4 separate regions of the Rattus norvegicus genome follow, and all the other regions are linked to region 3. Evidence: chromatin contacts called from public Hi-C data. All regions are on one chromosome and are shown on one strand. Each heading gives the region's core, a stretch centred on a gene start, on an enhancer-like site or on the middle of the called end of the contact. The rest is flanking DNA. Distances are from core to core; before and after follow the strand shown. Region 1 holds the start of Brip1 (BRCA1 interacting helicase 1). Region 2 overlaps Brip1 (BRCA1 interacting helicase 1). Region 3 overlaps LOC134480843 (large ribosomal subunit protein eL21-like). Region 4 overlaps Bcas3 (BCAS3, microtubule associated cell migration factor).

Region 1 (2,949 bases), core at 78-2,577, 340 kb before region 3:
GAGACAGTTTTGTAGTCTCTTAACTGCTCCTGTTTTGTTTTTAAATGAGGCCTTTCTGGAATATTTTGTGTGAATAGTAGAATCCTTTAGGAATTCTGAAATGTTTGAAGTATGTTTTGTAATGAAATACAGTACACATTTTGTGGATCAATTTTCCAAGACTAGTCATAACCTACTGTGTTAAAGTAATAACATAGCCTATTTTTCATCTGATTTGTTGATGATGTAAATAAAATGTGTAAATAATATTAGTAAATGTTAATATTCATGTATCTTAAGTTAAGGTTATAAACTTTGTCACAATGTGATTTTTTTTTTATTCCAGTCAAAACAGATGTGTGCAACTATTTTGGATATTGATTTATAAACATTCATTCTTTATCAATGAACTGTAGTTTTTGTGTTTTATTTCACAACTGTTAATGTAAAGGTACCAGGAGAGATTTAGAACCTAGGACATTCTAGTTCCTGGGCTTTAATGTGTCCCTTTCTGTAAGGTCACATAAACCAAAGGACAGTAAGACTATGGAACTCTAGGAATCGTAGTTACTGATGATTTGAGCCACCATATGGGTGCTAGATATGGAACCTGGGTCCTATACAAGAGAATCAAGTGTTCTTAGCCACTGATCCACCACCCTCTTCAGATACTGGAGTCTGCTTTTATAGACCCAATTTCACAGGGTATATTTTTTCTTGAAAGCAGCTTTTTTTTTTTATTGTTTTATTGACTAATCTATTGAACTGATAAATCAGAACCCATACCCCTTTACTAAAGATTATAACTTTTCAGTGTGACAACTGACACTTGTCAATTGAGGAATTCGCTTTTAGATAATGCTTTTAGGATAAATTAAGGACACTTGACTTACTATGTCAAAGGTAATTTGTTTTTTATGATTATAGATCCATCATTTTAGGAAACTGCATAACCGAAAGCAGGGCAAACAACCAGTCTTGCTCTCTAAACTAACTGAAGAAAACTACCCATGGTTTTGCCTTTTGGGGTTTCTATTAGTTGAGTCAAGATTAGGCTACAAACAACAACGACAACAATAATAAATATCTATTAAAACAATCTAGCGACCAAAAAATTAATTTGTCAAGGTCGTGGTTAAACCTCCTATAATTGAGGAAATTGTACTTCTTGGCAAGGAATAAAATAGTATGCAAGTTAGGTAAACCCTAGTGATCTATGTGATCGGGAGAGATTATACGCCTCAGATTCTATCCGAGACCTTGAACATCACGGAATAATGTTCGAAGTGCCATGGGACCTACTCACTTATTCTGGCATTGTAGTGACAATTCTGGTGCAGTTTGCACTCTCTTAGTGTAACCATGGGAAGTTTTATTTGCGTGATAAGACAACAGGAAAAATGTTTCCTTTTCGTCATAAGATTGTCTTCCAGTCATAGGGAACTGGCTGTCTAGGTTAGATCATCCGTTCCCAAAAGTGGTACAAGACTTTTTTCCTTTCCTTTAAGCAAATCTGCGGAATTTGTTCCAGTCTTTCTCTCTGGGGGTGATCGCCTTCCGGTGCGGTCTAGTACATTAGGGTTGATTTTATTTCGCAGGCTCCCATTGGGCGGTACAGTATTGGCCTCGTTCGATGGTTGGCTGTTTACCTTTTGGCCTGACTGTGTGATTGGCTGACTGAGAACCGGGGCGGGAGGCGCGAATTCGTCTGTGTGGCGCTGCAGAGTCCGGCGCGGACAGGGAGGAGTGGCAGTACCTTGGCACCTGGCAGCGCGGTAACAGTCGGTGAGGGAGAACTTTCGTACGCGCCAACTTTCCTTGTAACTCGGCTCTGCGTTGCTTTCTGTCAAACGTCAGCATTTCCTTTTCTCTGGGAGCCGGAGCCAGCCACGGACGAGTGGAAAGGAGGTGGGGGGAGGGGACGGGTTCCTGTAGGCCCGCACTACTGGGCTCTCCTGCCCTGCGGTGTGGCACCCTTGGATGTGTGAGAACTGGGAGCTTGGGAAGGAAAACTGAGGAACGGGTAGCCTGTCCTTACGTTCTGTGAACGCAGGCTGGAGGTAGCCCCGACTCCCGCGATACTTCTGGGCGAGCGACAGATTTGTTCCTTTTCTTCCCCCCCCCCCCCCCCCCCCGCACCTCGTTCTCTTAAAGAGACAGAATCTCACCCTCCAGCTCCGGCTTGCCTGGAACTCGTTGTGTAGACCTGGTTGCCCTCGATCTTACAGAGATCCACCTGTTTCTGCTTCCCGATTGTTGGGGGCCAGAAGAATTGCGCCTCCACATCCGGAAGTATGATTCTTTTTGATGCATTCTACAAGTGAAGCGTCCACGTTTTGAGAGGAATGTTGCCACAGTTCCAGGCATAGATTGTCATCTAGATTAATTGTAGTAAAACAATATTGAGGTTTTGCTCAGATTAAGAGGTTAGTTAGATTTCACTAAACCTCAGAGGTTTACAGATAAATCAGAGATTGGATATTAGTTAGATTCCTCTAAACCTGAGAGGTTGATAGATAAAATCATTGATTTTTCTAACAATATCTTATTTTCATTCTTTGATAGTTTCATGCATGTATACAATGTATCTTGACCATACCCATCCCCAGTACACCCTTCGCACTGCTCCGGGACCCCTTCATACGCCCCTCCCACCCAATGAGTCCAATTAGTACTGCCTGATAGAATGTTGACAGATCTCGTTGGCTTGATTTTGTGCAGGTCTTGTCTGACAGAACAATATTTAGAACTGCAAATAACTTAGAGTGGTGGGGTGTTTTGGAGCACAGAAGCTGTGGTTAAAGTTATTATGACTTCATGACCTGTTGAACCTTCTTCTATCTTGACCATCTCCATTCACAGACTGAATTTCTCACCATTGTAAAAATTCTTCAGTCAATCAAAGTGTCTGGGAGGTTAGGTGATGCAAACAGTGGGATTCAAATCCAATTTCTTTCCATTATCGTCTCC
Region 2 (2,941 bases), core at 405-2,904, 320 kb before region 3:
GTGCATGTGTGTGTGCGTGTTGTGTGTGTGTTGTGTGTGTGTGTGTGTTGGGTGTGTGGTGTGTGTGCGTGTTGTGTGCGTGTGGTGTGTGTGTGGTGTGTTGTGTGCGTGTATGTTGTGTGCGTGTGTGTGGTGTGTGTGTGGTGTGTGTGTGGTGTGTGTGTGGTGTGTGTGTATGTGTGGTGTGTGTGTATGTTGTATGCGTGCGTGTGTGTGTGTGTGTTGGGTGTGTGGTGTGCGTGTATGTTGTGCGTGTGTGTGTGTGTATGTTGTGTGGTGTGTGTGTATGTTGTGTGTGTGTGGTGTGTGTGTGCGTGTGTGTGTATGTTGTGTGTGTATGTGTGTGCGTGTGTGCGTGTGTGTATGTTGTGTGTGTATGTGTGTGTGTTGGAATAGTTTACATCCATTTAGACATTATCTGTTACACTTTGTTCTTTATCAATAGAGTTGGGGACTAAACAGTCCCACACTTAATACCAGCACTTGGGAGTTCTAGGTCAACCTGGCACACAGTAAGACTCTGTCTCAAACAGCGCAATATCGAATAAAAGGAGTTGAACAGGCTCTACAGCCCATAAAACCTAAAGTCTTCATTCTTTGCCCTTTAGAGAAGATACTGCCAACTCTTGGTCCAGTTTATTTCAGTCTTAGATATCGAAGCCAGAAATTATTTCAGAGATCTGCCTGACTCTGCCTTCTGAATGCCTGGGTTAAAAGGTGTGTGCTACCAAGTGTGTTAAGGTAGATTTCCTTTCTCAAGCTCTAGCTTTTATTCTAATTCATTTGTATGTGTGTGTGAATGTATGCCATGTGTGAGCATATACCCATACAGTCAGAAGAGGGAGTCGGACTCCCTGGAGCTGGAGTTACAGGCAGTCGTGAAGAAGGCAACATGGGTGTTGGTGATCACACTTGTGTCCTGTGGAAGAGCAGGAAGCACCGTGAGTGGCTGAGCCACCTCTCTAGCTCAAGATGCAAAGTTCTGCAAAACCTTAGGGGAAGACCAAAGGCCAAGATCCAGGATAAGGAAGGAATTTCTCTTGATCAGCAAAGGATGATCTTTGCTGGAGAAAATGTACTTTGACTATAACATTAAGACTTTTTGTGCCATTTTGTGTTGAGACTTTATGGTCATACACCACTTATAAGGACAATGAACTTATGACAAAGATGTTTAAATCGGCTGTCCTAAAATCCTAGAGTGTACGTGAAGATGACAATATTAGTTACCTTGTTTGAGCGTGCCCTTCTTTATGGCCAGTGACTTTGACAGAAATATGGACAATCTTATCTGACTTACTGCTTCAGTGAACCAGAAGACAAGAGAATGTGTATGAGTTAATAAAGGCCATGAAAGACAAGGAAACAAAACAGGACCACAGATGGATTCAGCGTTTGCAGGGCAAAGCATAGGAGGGGAACACGGCACACCTCCTCCTGTGTCTCTCCAGCTGTGATACATCTTTTCCATGTGCACCCACATTACCCCAAACAAGCACACCCACAACGCATAATAAACCGGCAGGCGGCCGGCGGGCACACACGTCAGATTCCTTTTGAGATTCGACGTGGGGCCAAGAGCCTATTACATTACTCACCATTTTCTTCTCTAGGCGGCATACATATTTGTTGTTGGAGATGTCTGGAAAGGCCTGCAAATATTCCTGTGAGTCACGGTGATAAGGAAAGAAGGAAGCGTTTACGTTCATAGCATGAGGGCTGAGGCTGGGGGAGGGTGGTGTTTGACTGCTGCCTGAGAAGAGAGGGAACAGAAAGATAAACTGTTGACGTTCTGTCAAATATGGAAAAGCACCCCGTAAAGCTAGCACGCAGATCTTGATCATGTATTAAAGCTGTTAGTGTGGACACACCCCTCAGGGGTGTGCTCATAGTGAAAGAAGTGAAGGTGTCCTGACAAACTGCAACACTGTGAGAAGCAGTATTCAGTAGGCTGAGTTACAGAAGAACGAGATGTTACGAGTTCAGAGTTTTATGATAAATGCATCTGCTGAGCATCGTTTTTGCTGATTGAGATTTGACACCAGAACGAGTCTGTGAATGCTGATGACACATATGCCGGTTTCTAGCTGATAATGTGACCTTTACAGGGTCCCAGAGTACCGAGGACAACTGCTGGAATGTGCTAGTTCACCGCTGTGACAGGCAGTAGCGTGTGTCCATGCTGTTTAAAGGAGTGAATTTCTCCGAGGATATGTTTCTTGACTATTTTCACGAACATTTATTTCAGTGGTTCGCGCTCACTGTAGGAAAGCTGGCTAGGATAACAACTGGCTCCTTCGGTTAATTAAAAATTCACTTAGTCACACTAATTACTTTTCAAGTGCTCTGTGTTCCTATCTGGGCAATGTCAAGTCCATTGAATAGCCAGATATCAGACCATCTGTCGTTAGAGAAAATTCTGTTGGGGTAACTTCTGTGTTAGAGGTCTGTGTGTAGATGATGTCAACTAATTTTCAGTGTCCGTGGTAGAAGCAAAATAATTTTGTGTGTTGTGTGTATGCATGTGTGCACCTGCAGATGTGTGTGCATGTGTGTATCATTTGACTGACGTCATCCCCCTTGATTATTGAGACAGGGTGTCTTCATTGTCTTGGAGAGTGCTCCAGTTAGACCAGGCTGGCTGCTTAGTGAATCCTAGTGATCATGTTTTAGTCACCCCAGAACTGCATTTTCTGTGCACTTTACTATATGGGCTCTAGGGGTCAGATTTAGGTCCTCACGCTTGAAAATCAACTGAGCCATTGCCTCAGCCCACAAAATGACTTTGTGTAAGTTCTGTTGATAGCATTTTGGTCAGTGTGTACAAGACGAGTTGATAGCAGAGTATTGCTTTCTTCATTGAAAGATTCATTGAAAAAGACCAAAATGGGGCTTTGAGAGATGGCTCGGCAGTCAAGAGTGCTTGTTATCCTTACAGAAG
Region 3 (2,757 bases), core at 203-2,702:
ATGTCGAGCTGCTGGAACCTCTGGTACTTAGCTTCCAAGAATCTCCCCCACTCTGAGTGTGCCATTTCTTTTTTCAGACACACCAGAAGAGGGCATCAGATCTCATTACAGATGGTTGTGAGCCACCATGTGGTTGCAGGACCTCTGGAGGATCAGTCAGTGCTCTTAACCGCTGAGCCATCTCTCCAGCCCTGAATGTGCCATTTCTTAGCTACCAGGCCTCCCCTCTTTACCCGTGTGGAGTATCCAGCTGAAACCGGACTCAACTTCTGGTTGCTCACCCCCTACGCCGTTCTTATTCAGCACCTCCTTTAGAGGGAACAACTGGAGACCCAAAGCCCCTCCAGGACCTTTGGTGGTCTTGAAAGATTATACCCTTGGTCCTCAAGTACACCGGTCCCTGGTGTATATGGAACAGTCTCTTGTGTGACCTTGAGGAGCTGGGTGAGGCTGAGGAGGTGGCGGTAGGAGCTGAGGAATGTCTTAACCAACCCTTACACCCAAGCTTGCATGGTCCAGTGGAGCCTTACACCAAAAGGGCCAGAGGCATGTTTTCCAGTGCCCATAGATCCCAGCCCTGACTGTTTCAGAGAGGCCAGGAAGGACAGAGGCACCTTCCCTGTCTCAAGAAGGATCCGAGCCCAGCCAGGCACATAGAAGGTCATTGCTTCTGGGCGCTGGCACTGCAGGGCAGCTCCGAGAAGACCCCGCATCAAGCTTTGAGCTCTCTAATCGGTGCCCAAAGTCGGTAGCCCCTCTCAAGTCTCTGGGCCTGGACCTACAATGGGTCTAAGGCTCCTCCCGGTGCCCATTTCCCTGGATTCAGTGCACCTCAAGCTCTGGCAGGGCGTGCTGACCGGCTGCAGACCGGCCCCTGGCCTGGAGCGCCATCTCGTGGACATGTGGGGAAGTTTCTGCGGCCTGGGACCTGGGAAGGCTCTGGGATCCGGAACAGCCAAGGCAAAGGGGCGTTAGTTCGAGGTCTTTGGCCCCAACAAACCCGATAGACAGACACTCGCCCCAAGGGGGCCCAAAAGAAACTCGGAGGGAAAAACAGTTTCCAGGCACCAACACTTCCCCTGTGGGGCAACCTGCCTGCTTTCCGGAGGACGCAGCGCAATGCTCTGAGGTCACCCGGAGCGCCCAGCCCCTTCCAATGCTCGGGGTTGCTCTCGCCACTGACGCCTAAGGCTTACAGCCGAGACTCTTCACCCTTGGCTGGACTTAGCCTACCGGGACAGTGTTCCAAACTTCGCGGTCAAGGGCGGAGAGGCGGAGGGAGGATGGGAGGATGGAAGAAGAAAGCAAATTTGGCTTTAGAGTCGTTCCCAACGTGGGAAGAAGGGCTCAGAGTTGCAACTCCAATTTCTCCCAAACCAGTCCCTCCCCGGCTGCCTTCTTCTGGAGAGGCGGGGCCTGAGCCCAGGAGGGGCGGGGCCTGAGCCTCGGAGTCGGAGACCGCAGTCCCGGAGAAGCCCGCGCGGCTTGCTCCTCCCCACGCCCGTGAATCCGCAGCCCACTGGGAAGGCTGAGCCCGGTTCCACGCCCTCCGGGAAGGCAGGGCCTACTTCCGAGGCTCAGAAGCCCTCCGCTGCAGCCGGGAAGTTTGGAGGGAAGAAATGGCTTGAGGGTTCGGAAGCCTCGAATTAACCGCCTGGGAAATGCAGTGTCCAACACCTCGGGATCCATTCAGTTGAGTCGCTAGGGGTCTCACCGTGCCCCCAAATTCTGAATCTTCGAGTTCTCCGGTGAATCACACCCAGTCCTAAACCAGCGCACACAATTTTCTCAGACCCCACACTCCCCATAGAGACTCTTGGCGACACGCTTGGTCACCCACTTAACATGCCTCAACGGCCCCTCGACACTCATAGCTCACACATGTCCCTCTGCTGCCGGATTTGTTATCCAAGGTGCCCTGGTGGCAGGTCCTTCGAAGGGTTAAGGCCGTGGGGCACCGGAGCAGCGGGTACGCGGGCGCCTGAGCTAATTGGCGACCCCAGAGACAATGAAGGCTGGAAGGCTGGGAAGGCTGGTGGCTTAATTGGGCCTGGGAGTGGCCAGACCTTTGTCTGGGACAAGGCCCAGCCCATCGGCCGCAGGATCTCCCCCCAATCTGCACTTGGCCTTGCAGCTGGGGCCCAGCGGAGCACTGGGGTGGCAACCCCGGGAGGGGTGTGTGTAAGGCCGAAAGCAAGAGGCTGGGAGGATTCTCCAAATTGCGCTGCAGATCTGCAATAGCACCCCGCCGGAGCTGCTGCGGCTTTGCCCACCACCGCATGTGCTGCCCCCTGGTGTCCGCATGCCGAGGGGGATCCCACAGCCAAACAGCCAGCATTCTTTCCAGGTAGAAAGCGAGAGGAGAGGCCGCAAGAAGCCAGGGCACACCTTGCTCTGTGAATTTTACCGGCCCTTTCAACCAAAAGCGACTTCGAATAAACGCAGAGATTGGGAGAGATTGCGAAGTAGGGAGGGACTTTCCTTGTTCCTGCTTGGCTCATGGACCACATTGCCGCAGTCAGTCCAAGCTGAGCAGAGTAGCTCATCTAGGGTTAGGGTGAGATCGTCTACACACACACACACACACACACACACACACACACACACACGCACGCACGCACGCACGCACACACACGCACGCACACGCACACACACGCGCACCACACCACACCACACCACACACAGGCACACACACTCCACACTCTCTTCTCCTCAGCCCAGGGAAACTCGAGGCAGCCCTCTCCCAGGTAAAGATGG
Region 4 (2,700 bases), core at 113-2,612, 440 kb after region 3:
GAGATTTTAATTAGCCATTAAGTAACCCGAGCAATCACAAAGCAAATAGTAGCAGCTCACAGACTCTGCTTCAGCACCCGTGCTACCCTGCTGCTGTACAGTCGGTCCAGTGTGCCCACGGCATCCTCCGCACTCCAACACCATCTCCAAGCAGGTGTGGGCACATCTGTACTGACCACCAACACCTTCTTTGTTATTACTGTAACATTACACCTAACAACTATTAATATAGGCTTGACATTAACTATGCTGTTTTAGAGCACAGAAATGACCTATAGAACACAGCTGGGTTATATGTATGTACCTCAGTTTGCCAGACAGGGGTGGTGCATGCTTTTAATCTCAGCACCAGAGGGCAGATGCAGATGTATTTCTGAGTTCAAGGCCAGCCTGGCCTACACAATAAGTTCCAGGAAGGCCAGTGCTGCAGAGAGAAACCTCTATCTCCAAAAAAAAAAAAAACAAAAAACAAAAAACAAAAAAAACTGCACATATTTAAAAAGGAGACAGAGGCATCAACAAATTGTGTATGTGTTCAAGGGGGTGCAGTATCTGCACCAATCCTTCCATGAACCATGGGATTATGCTTTCACTACAAAAATTAAAAAGAAAAAGGAGAAAGACTGCACAAAACTTTCAACCTCAAAAGACACCAGCATCTCCTATAGTTCACACATAACTGTAATACCCAGCTAGGGAGGCTACGGCAGGAGGATCACCACAGTTGGAGAATTTGTGCTGCCTTGGCATCACAGTAAGAAGCCACCTCAAAGCCAACCTAACAGCTTTCATTTGGGAGGCTCTGCTGTAACCAGGTGTGGCCAGTGCTCCACGCTGCGGCTCTGCCCCAGGTTTTCAGCTTAGCCAGGTGGAGGAATGCACCCCTGCAGGTCAGGGGCAGCCCTGCAAACGCCTGCCTGGACTGGGGGCAAGAGGGGAATACATTTGCTATTTTATTTTTGCTGCCCAACCACAAATGATTCGGCTGATGCCAGAGTCAGTGTCTCCACAGCAGACTCTGTGTGCCAACAAGGAAGAAAACACAAACCACAAAAACCACCTAAAATGTGTATTTGTGAGAACTTACAACTTAAAGAACAGATATTTGCTGACCACATGAAGGAGACAGCAGGCCAGTCTGTATTTTGGTCTTGACACTAACTACAAAACACAAAACTGAAGCAAAGGAAGTGAGTCTCAGGAAGAGTATGAAAACCACAGAACATAAATAATGAATGGAGCTGTTACTCATATTTTCATACTTCCAAATTTTCACACACACTGAAAAAGCACTGAGGCAGCTCTGACCCTTTCCCTCCAGCCTGCTTTTCCAGAGGAGGATGAAAGGAGGGCAGCATGTGGCCCGTGGCTATGCACGGCTGCACCAGACAGACCTCACAGCCCCAGCCATGACTTCAGCGCACACCAATCTAAGTACCAGGCCTTTGAAGCTGCTCTAATGGTATCTTCTATTTGCAACTAACACTTCTGTAGTCAAAGATCTTCCTTGGGGTAGATGTTAATGTGAAACCACTCAGACAGCCTGACATGTGTGCCAGGAGGCAGACAGGAAGGTGCTCAGAAGTCAATGTGACACCATTACACAGAGTGTTGGTCTAAGCAGCTGTCATAAACACATCACAGTCACTCAGGCACACAAACTTGATTGCCTCTAATTCATTCTTTTTACTACAGCTTGAATGAGATGAACCTAAAATATACACTGAGCAGAAGACAAAAGACAAGACAGGAAGATTCCATGCTGCATACTTTTTTTTTCCTTTTTTTTCTCTTTTTTCTTTTTTTCGGAGCTGGGGACTGAACCCAGGGCCTTAAGCGCTCTACCACTGAGCTAAATCCCCAACCCCCATGCTGCATACATTTATATTGTGTTTTAAAACTGCAAAGCTGGGCTGGAGAGATGGCTCAGTGGTTAAGAGCACTGACTGCTCTTCCAGAGGTCCTGAGTTCAAATCCCAGCAACCACATGGTGGCTCACAGTCATTAGTAATGGAATCCCATACCTTCTTCTGGTGTCTGAAGACAGTGACAGTGTACTCACATACACAAAATAAATACCTTTAAAGAAAAAAGTTTAAAACTGCAAAGCTAATCTGTGGTCAGGACAGTGACTGTCTTACCCATAGGGGAGGGAACTACATGAGAAAGAAAAGAATCCTTAAAACTTCATCCAGTGTGCTCCACTTACTTGTCTGTGTGCATACATGCACGATCACACATACACAAGAAAAAAGTCAAGCTACAAATGTGACATTTACATAGCTTATGGCATTATAAACTACATTTACAATGGTATACGACATTAACTGTGATACTCCAAAGAGCAAAATGTATAAACTATAATCATCCATGAAAGAAGACACAGGGAAGCTCGCAGAAACCAATCTGAAGTGGCCACTCCAAGTATGACAAAAGACATATGCCAAATACAATGTCAAGGAACAAGGAGATTGATGATGCCTCTATTCAAGGTGTGGGGACATGAGTGAACAATGCTCAGTGACACATGTCACTGCACATTTATCGAAGCCCCACATACAGCACTGAAATGAACCCTTGCAGTGGGTGGTAATATCGTGTGAACTCAGGTTCAGAGACTCCAACTGCAGCATCTCTCTGCCACAGACTGTTGGTAAGCGGTAGTCATGTGCATGCCTGGTTCATACAGCCACTCCAACC

The links. A called contact is a pair of places that touch in the nucleus more often than the background predicts.
Region 1: a Hi-C map of the A7r5 cell line shows a contact between it and region 3, with 5 times the contacts expected there. The contact joins the promoter of Brip1 here to the enhancer-like site in region 3. A contact is called at or near these places in 6 of 12 Hi-C or Micro-C datasets (the A7r5 cell line, hepatocytes, kidney and 3 more) and 1 of 1 datasets of contacts at active chromatin or transcription factors (oligodendrocytes).
Region 2: a contact with region 3 is called in a Hi-C map of Schwann cells, with 8 times the contacts expected there. The contact joins two enhancer-like sites. A contact is called at or near these places in 12 of 12 Hi-C or Micro-C datasets (the A7r5 cell line, the Rat2 cell line, Schwann cells and 7 more) and 1 of 1 datasets of contacts at active chromatin or transcription factors (oligodendrocytes).
Region 4: a contact with region 3 is called in a Hi-C map of Schwann cells, with 19 times the contacts expected there. The contact joins two enhancer-like sites. A contact is called at or near these places in 9 of 12 Hi-C or Micro-C datasets (the A7r5 cell line, the Rat2 cell line, Schwann cells and 5 more) and 1 of 1 datasets of contacts at active chromatin or transcription factors (oligodendrocytes).

What each region holds. Positions count from the first base shown.
Region 1 is chr10:71,526,461-71,529,409 of GRCr8, reverse strand. Brip1 (BRCA1 interacting helicase 1) reads left to right here and starts at 1,327. Exons shown (of 20, transcript XM_006247063.5): 1 at 1,327-1,764. Ints2 (integrator complex subunit 2) reads left to right here. Exons shown (of 25, transcript NM_001100630.2): 25 at 1-385. The region is part of intron 1 of LOC134480843 (large ribosomal subunit protein eL21-like); the gene reads left to right.
Region 2 is chr10:71,503,099-71,506,039 of GRCr8, reverse strand. All of the region lies in intron 6 of Brip1 (BRCA1 interacting helicase 1), which reads left to right. The region is part of intron 1 of LOC134480843 (large ribosomal subunit protein eL21-like); the gene reads left to right. Among named protein-coding and RNA genes, the nearest start is that of Brip1, 24 kb to the left of the region's middle. Within about 2 kb of position 1,654, at least 12 of the 93 cell types and tissues checked have an H3K27ac peak or open chromatin away from gene starts, as enhancers often do. A contact at or near this core is called in the A7r5 cell line and Schwann cells, where this site is marked.
Region 3 is chr10:71,187,421-71,190,177 of GRCr8, reverse strand. The region is part of intron 1 of LOC134480843 (large ribosomal subunit protein eL21-like); the gene reads left to right. Among named protein-coding and RNA genes, the nearest start is that of Tbx2, 12 kb to the right of the region's middle. Within about 2 kb of position 1,452, at least 48 of the 93 cell types and tissues checked have an H3K27ac peak or open chromatin away from gene starts, as enhancers often do. A contact at or near this core is called in the A7r5 cell line, Schwann cells, hepatocytes and 1 more, where this site is marked.
Region 4 is chr10:70,744,578-70,747,277 of GRCr8, reverse strand. All of the region lies in intron 6 of Bcas3 (BCAS3, microtubule associated cell migration factor), which reads right to left. The region is part of intron 1 of LOC134480843 (large ribosomal subunit protein eL21-like); the gene reads left to right. Among named protein-coding and RNA genes, the nearest start is that of Bcas3, 34 kb to the right of the region's middle. Within about 2 kb of position 1,362, at least 8 of the 93 cell types and tissues checked have an H3K27ac peak or open chromatin away from gene starts, as enhancers often do. A contact at or near this core is called in the A7r5 cell line and Schwann cells, where this site is marked.